Linked DNA regions of Hordeum vulgare: region 2 is linked to region 1. A link is a contact called in public Hi-C data. All regions are on one chromosome and are shown on one strand. The core of a region is the stretch at or near the end of the contact, and the rest is flanking DNA. Distances in the headings are between cores, read along the strand shown.

What was found. Hi-C and Micro-C count contacts between places; a contact is called where the count stands out from the background.
Region 2: a Hi-C map of seedling shows a contact between it and region 1, with 2.2 times the contacts expected there. The contact joins the promoter of LOC123407444 here to the enhancer-like site in region 1. A contact is called at or near these places in 3 of 6 Hi-C or Micro-C datasets (leaf and seedling).

The regions. Positions count from the first base shown.
Region 1 is chr7H:326,425,966-326,429,583 of MorexV3_pseudomolecules_assembly, reverse strand. No RefSeq gene overlaps it. Among protein-coding and RNA genes, the nearest start is that of LOC123411702, 120 kb to the left of the region's middle. Within about 2 kb of position 1,788, at least 3 of the 3 cell types and tissues checked have open chromatin away from gene starts, as enhancers often do. A contact at or near this core is called in leaf and seedling, where this site is marked.
Region 2 is chr7H:327,103,089-327,106,956 of MorexV3_pseudomolecules_assembly, reverse strand. LOC123407444 (histone-lysine N-methyltransferase ATXR3) reads right to left here and starts at 2,348. Exons shown (of 21, transcript XM_045100581.1): 1 at 2,088-2,348; 2 at 1-1,982. The coding sequence starts at 1,864.

The DNA.
Region 1 (3,618 bases), core at 539-3,038:
CTTTGCATGGTCTTAATCTTATTCTTTTGCAACCTTCAATTCTTCTCTATCATCCTTTCATGCTGGATTTCTTCCAAGGGTTTTTCATGGTGGCTCTTCAAGAATTTAATTCTTTCTCAAGGAGTTCTTGAGGATTCTTGTGGTAGTACCTCAAGTGTTCTTTCTCTTGCATTTCATAGTGCGATGCTTCCTCCTTTTTCCTCTGAGGTGGTGTTATAGCATTCTTAACTGACAAGGAGTCTCGAAGAGAATTTGTTCCAAGAATGAGATATTTAATCCCACAAATTTCTTGATCATGAGATATTTTCAACTCATGGGTTCTTCATTGAAGTTATCTTGGATTGGGTTTCACCTAAAGCTTTTCCTAAGGACTATTGCTATTATGGTCATTATTGTTGATCCAAGTTCTCAATCTATCGTCTTGGTGAAAGAAGTCTTGCATATCTCATTGCTCCGAAGAAATCTTTGTTTCCGTTAGTGGCTGGTTATCACCTCATAATCTTGGGATGGTTTTCATAAGCCCACTACAAGCTTCTTCTTTTCATTGTTGATTTTCCAAAAACTCCATTCAATCCTCCATGTATGGATTCTTTTCAAGTTCAATTGTGATGGAAGTTGTTATTTTCTTCTCCTTTTTAATCATTCCAAGTATCTAGTTTCTATTCTTTTGTTCCACATGCTTAGTGATGTTGTTGTTCTCTTCAATCTATGATCCTGTTTGGTCAAGATCATGTTATGGCATAGCTTGCTCATTTAACCGGAGTGTTGTGCCCCTCTAAGTCCTTTCCTTGTTATCAACTTTGCCTCTATTTCCTAGTGAAGTGCTATCGAAATTTCATCTGAAATCTTGTTTGTTCCTCATGTCATTCTTCATCTCTTTGCAACCTTCAAGGATTGTTGGTTTCACACGTTTGTCCAAGAAGCGATTAAGTTTTACCTATTGCTCTTGCTCTTACTCTTCCCTTTTCATTCTTAGATCTCTGGGCGAGATCTCTTGTCAGTGTAGGAGAGTTGTAACAACCCGAACCAACGCTCCAGAATATTTCCCTTTTATTCCGTCGTCGTTGAGTGATCTATTTGGTTGTCGCATTCATCATCGCATCATGTGCATCATCTGCATAACATCGGCAATTTATTGGTGTCAATTTTAAAAACATGCATCCATTATTAGTTGCCGGTTCTCTCTGTTTTGTCGTTGATCGTTTTAAGACCAACCACACACGCACACGCCCGCGACATCGTTAAAATATTTGTTTTTGGAAGTGTGTATAAAACTTTCTCGAATTGGGTTGAAAGTCGGCGCGCAATCTCATTTTAGTGTAGGTAGGCTGCGTGCCAAATTTCATTACAATCGGAGTCTCTTTGATACCCGAACCATTAAATATATGGCGGCGCTATAGCTGGTCAAATTTTTGAAAGTTTTGATGTTTTAAAACTTTATCATGCTTCACAAACTTCCCTTTCATCCCCACGTAGCCCATCTACATAGCCCACTAGACCCACCTAGACCCTCCCTCCATTCGTGGTCATCGGATCGCGATCGGGCGGAAAAGGTCCAACCCATTATAGACCAATCCCTATATAAACCCACCCTATGCAGAGAGCCCCCTTACTATCTAGGGTTCCCCATTGACGGAATTGCAGACACCCTTTAGAAAACCCCACATTCTAGCCCCACATACGTGTAATCCGGAGATCCACTTAGAAAACCCCCACATTCTAGCCCCACATACGTGTAATCCGGAGATCCACTCCTAGCATGTTATTTTCAGCCACGAAAATCTGAAATTAGGGTCAAAAATCATCCTGCAGCCCCGTCGGACATGTACGCGGCCACCCCTAACATGTCTGTGCGACCGCAGCCACCACCGCGCCGCCGCTCGCCCACAGGTGTAACTTGCAGCGCCGCGTGAGCTCGCGCCTCGGCTACCTAACCCTCGCCCTATCACCGCTCTCTGCCCATAGCTCCCATGTGCAGACACTACCGCCGCTCGCCGCCGTGCCGACCCAGCGACCGCCGTCAACCGCGCCCATGGAGCCGCCAGCCGTAGCGAGTCGCACGCGCGACGGAGCTCCACCTTCGGTCCGCCTCCACACCTATCCGGCCGAAGACCGGACACTGTCAACCTCTCGTGGACAGATCTGGTCAGCCGCGCCGCCCCGCCGTGTTTGCCTCGCTGAGTCTTTGCCCTGCCACGTTCCCGCTTGAGCGGTGTTGACCGCTCGCAAATGCACGCCTAGGCCGCCGCAGCGCCGTGTGGGCCGCGCCTCGCGCGTCAGGTCTCCACACCAGCTGGCCGAGCCCAGCCTAGCCTATGGCCCATAACTCCCCAAGCCGACCTCCGGAGCGCCTCGGTCCAGTGCGCGTGCCCGAGCCCCTGCACCTCCGAGGCCCAGCTGACCTCCTCGACCGACCCCTCTGAATGGGCCGAGCCCATGGGTGAGCTCCCAACCTCCTTGTTTATTTGACGCCCACGCACAGTTTAGTTATCTAACGCTCTCCCCTGTGTAGCCTAGTTCTAGCTAGATTCGGCTTGTTTAGTTTTTTTGGTTTTGAGAATTTGTGTAATTATCCAGTCGTGCATATTACAGAAGATTGCATGTTTTAAAAATGCTCATATCTAATTAACCGTGCATCAGATTAAAATGAATTAGATATGTAAAATGTCCAGAATGAATTAGATATGTAAAATGTCCAGAATTTCGTGTAGATTAAGAATTTGCAGCTTTCACGCATGTTTAAAAATGTTTAATTTGTTGTTTGCATTGTTTTGCGTGATGTCATATTAAAATGAGTTAATTCATAGCAAATAATCGTGCATCGGACTTAAAAACTTTATACATGAAAACTGCTTAGAATTTTTTTGTAGTTTCACAATAACCAATTTGCACACATGTTTAAAATGTTTTAACATGTTGTTTTATTTAGTTTGTGTAGATGCTATGTTAAAATGGTTTATTTCATAATTAATTAACCGTAGCTTCAATTAAAATATTTTATATATGCAACTTGGCTAGAAAAATGTGTAGAATATCATGGAAACATTTAATTTGCTGTTTAACAGCTCTAAAATTATGTTTTAGGCAGATCTGTAGCAAATTCAAAAATTACATATCGAGACTTTCTGGAATTGTTATTTGTTGTTCCGACCTCATATAACCTTGTGTAGAATATCATGTAGTTCCATAATATCTTGTTGAACACATGATTAACATGCTTGTGGCTGTCATTTGCATACATTTGGTATTCATGACATATCATCTTGTGTTGGTCATGTCTTTTAGACCGTAGCTCCATTTTAAATATTTTATTTATGTAAACCGACTAGAATGATGTGTAGAATCACATGGTCCACTTTATTTTGCTGTTTAATCAATATAAAATATGTTTAATACATATCTGGACTAATTTTGAAATTAACATATGAGGTCGTTTCAAAAATCATATAAGTTGTTTCCGACCCATGTAAAATGCCTAGCTAGTGTAGTGTATTTACGCTTGACCTCTTGCTTATTTAAACAACATTTAAAATTGATGAGTACCTAAGCGGGAGTGAACTAAACATATGCATGTGGAGTTTCGTCAATATATTACTTGTTGCATATTGAGCTTCACTT
Region 2 (3,868 bases), core at 1,099-3,598, 680 kb before region 1:
CATCCACCATAGTAGCTCCATACATTAGTGCCTCGACCCTATTATCAATGTAGAGGTCTTCCTTCTGTTCTTCAGAAGCTTCCTCCTCTTCATCCCCAGCACCCGATGCCAACAAAGTTGCTCCTTTTCGAGCTTCATCGAGCAGATTTCCTGAAGCTTCTGGAGGGCTAACCTTCTGTGAAGAAAGGTCCGCATACGCCGAGGGGATATCAGATGGAACCAGTGGTGAAGCTGCATTCTCAACAGTCACCCATCTATTGCTGTCAGCATGCTTTATTAGATGATCAGAAAGAAGATATCCGTCTTCCACCAGTTTCTTCAAGTCAGCAAGCTTGGAAGGTCCTTGCTCAACACCGAATTGGTCAAGATAAAACCACTTCCCCGTGATAATAGTGGGCTCAGTACTGGGTTCAGGTGCTTCACTGGTGTGAGGTGGGGTGTCACAGATATCCATGTCTTCTTCCATTGAGGCATCTTCAGTGAGAACATCATTCAGCTGCTCAGGTACTGGTGGCGGGGGCAGGGGAGGAGGCATGTTAGGTGGTAAAGGCGGAGGTGGAGGCGGGGGAGGCGGCGGCGGTGGTGGTAATGGAGGTGGTGGCAGCAACTCAGTGTATTGAACACCCTCCGCTGCCTTCCCCTTGGAGATCCTCTCCTCACTCTTTATGTTGCTACCACTATTACTCTTAGTTGGTTGCTTTGTTGACTTATTTCTGTGCTGCACATTTTCTAGGTTGTTGCTTTCAAGCTTAGCACCCCTGCTCTTCTTACTTGCTTCATGGCTATCAGTTGTTCGACCACGTTCAGATGGTGATTTATCATGACAGAGCGGAGTTCGGTCTCTGATGTCATCGTGCTGAGTCCTCCCATGAGGGGAATTATCAATGCGGCTCGGTGTGTTATCCCTGTGATGGGCCTGGCGTGCTCTGTGTCGTGGTGAAATGTACGGACTGCGGTCTCTGTTATCACAGTTACGACCACGGTCTCGGTCTCGTGGGGAGCGCTCCATGCGGCCTGGGCTCCTCTCATGGCGAATGCGATCATGAGGAAAGCGTCCCAAGATGCCTGGGCTCCTCTCAAGACGATCATGCCGATCTCGTATTTGCGGCGAGATGTCATGATTTCTTCCAGACAAATGCTTCCCAGCAGAAGAACTCTTTGGCTCTCCCTTCCTTCGACTTTTTGACCCTGATTGAGTGCATGTCTCAGCTTGGTGTTTGCGGTAGTTGCTCTCGGGCTCGACTGTCTGGCTCTTCCTAGCACTGGCACTGCTGCTGCTCTCTGGCTTAATCTCACCAGGCTCCTCATCAGATTCACGTGAAGAGCCTTTCTTCCCATCCTCGCGGATGTGAGCTGACGAACTTATCTTGCCGCTATGACCCCGGTCCCGTATTTTTCCCAGTGGAGTAACCTCCCCTGGCTCCACCACATCTTTATTTGACTTTCTCCCGGTCTTGTCAGAGTTGCCTTTCCTCTGCGTCACAGGCACAAGCTCAGCCTTTTCAAGCTCCACGTTCCTCCTTGTCTTCCTTGTTGGCTCTGATTGCACGCCTACAATCTCCCCCGGCTCCAATTCTGCAGCTGGCGAGGAAGGCAGCAACTTGCGCCATTTCTTGGGAGGTATGGTCCTGTCCAAGTCCCGTCTGTTGTCTGCCTCTCCATTCAGCAGCAGCTCCCCTTCCTCGAGGTCGGGAGCTGAAGCCGAATAGTGCTTATGGTGGTGATGGTGGTGGTGGTGGTGGTGGTGGCCGTGCGCTTTCTCCCCCTTGTCTGGCATCGCTTCTCCCCTCACGAAGGAGTCGGCACGGAATCCCTCCACTGCACGCTGAGGCGGGACGGCGCACGCGACTCCTCCATCTCCCATGGAAAACCTGGGAGGGTGTCGTGAGCGGTCCAGTGCTCCCACGGCGAGAAAACCCTAACTCCCGGCGGCTCTCCCAGGGCTCTCCACGCTCATCTCCGGCGCGGCCGCGCACAAAACCCTAATTCCAGGCAAGCAGATAGCAGGGCACAAATCAAGAGCAATGAGAAGCAATTCGAATTGAACCAAATCGGATTGAGTTGGGCCCGGATCGTAGCGCTCGTACCTGCGGGGAATCGAGACGCGGCTCCTCAGATCGAGAGATCCGCGGCGGCGACGGTCCTTCCCGGAGGTGGCGTCGCGAGCTTGCCCTCCCCGGGGTCGCGGCGGTTCCCTTCCCGCGTCGGCCCCTCTCGAGCCTCGTCTCGTCTCCAACGCGGGCGGGGGCGCCCTCGCGCTCGCTATCGCCTTGGCCTTGGAGGGTGTTGGTGTGTGTGTTGGCTTCCTGGTCCTGGCTTAAGGGGGCTACTATGGCCTGTTTGTTCGTAAAGCCACCCCACGCCTTCGGTCTTATATGGGAGACGGGAGACGGGAGACGGGAAACGTTTGGGAGCGCCGGCCGAACTTTCGGCCGGTCGCCCGCTATCATGGGTCCTGCTTCTCTTCCGCCACTGCAGCGGCGAGCAGCATCAGCTAGCGGCGACAATGCGGGGTCCCGATAAGGTCGCCGTTTACTTCCGCATTAACGGTAAGTTGCGACGGCGAGCAGCTCAGCAAGCGATGACGGCAAGCAAGGTCGTCGTCTTTCCGTTTTCGTGCGGACTACCTCTTATCCGCATACCTGATTATTTCAGGACAACTCCAGCATTTTTCTAGCTCCAGCGGACGAGCTGTATAACTGTGATGGTTACGCACATCCACGACACACAGATGCACGGGCGGGGGACGAGCAGGGGTCTCCCCCCTCCCAACGATCGACGAAACTTGAAGTATATAGTGCATATTTGACTGATATGAGCAAGTACGTATGTATTTGGCCCCCCTATCAGCGGTCATATCCAAATTCTGGCTCCGCCACTGCACGGATGATGGGACCAACATCGAAATTTGCTACATGCTTCAACCAGCATCACAAATTGCTATAACCAGCATTGCATTTTGCTACCAGCGATGTTGCATTTTGCTATATCGCACATGGCATTGTGATTTTTGCTACAATAGGCAACGAAAAAAGATACCACCGACGGACAATTTTGTTGACCATTGTCTTGATACAACCACAATTTTTGCTACATTCGACGTTCAAATCGTTGCAACGGTTGCTGGATTTTGCTACCACGAGCGAGGAATTTTGTTACATCCATCAATGCCATAGCTGAGACCGGTGACGGTGGTGAGATGATTTTACTGCAACTGCCCTTTGATTTTGCTACTACAGGCAGATTTTTTTTGCTACATCCATCATGTCGGAGCTGAAACCGGCGGCGGCGGCCAGATGATTCTGTTGTAAGTGTCCATCGATTTTGCTACTATCAACAGTTTTTTGCTACATCCATCATGTGTCGGTGAGGCGGAGATGCATTCATGGCGTGTGCGGGCGGCAGCGTGAGATCCATCCATGACGAGCGGGGGGAGATCCATCCATGACGAGTGCGGGCGGCGGAGCTGCATCCATGACGAACGCAGATCACCGACGAGCGTGGGCGACAGAACTGCATCCATGGCGAGTGCGGATCACCGACGAGCGTGGGCGACGGAGTTGCATACATGGCGAGCGCGGGCAGCCGGCGAGCGCAGGATCTCCGGGGAGTGCGGGCGGCAGGCGAGCGCGAGCGACTGAGCTGCATACATGGCAAGGGCGGGCAGCCGACGAGCGCAGGATCTCCGGGGAGTGCGGGCAGCAGGCGAGCGCGGATCTCCGACATGGGGCGACGAGGAAGCAGGTGTGGAAAGAGAGGAAGAAGACTACCACAAGGGAGGAAGAGACTGCGGCGATTAATCGTGTGGTTAGGGACGCCCACATCATACGGCTGCTCGGTGGCCGGCAGAAACTTTGGGTCGGCGCGC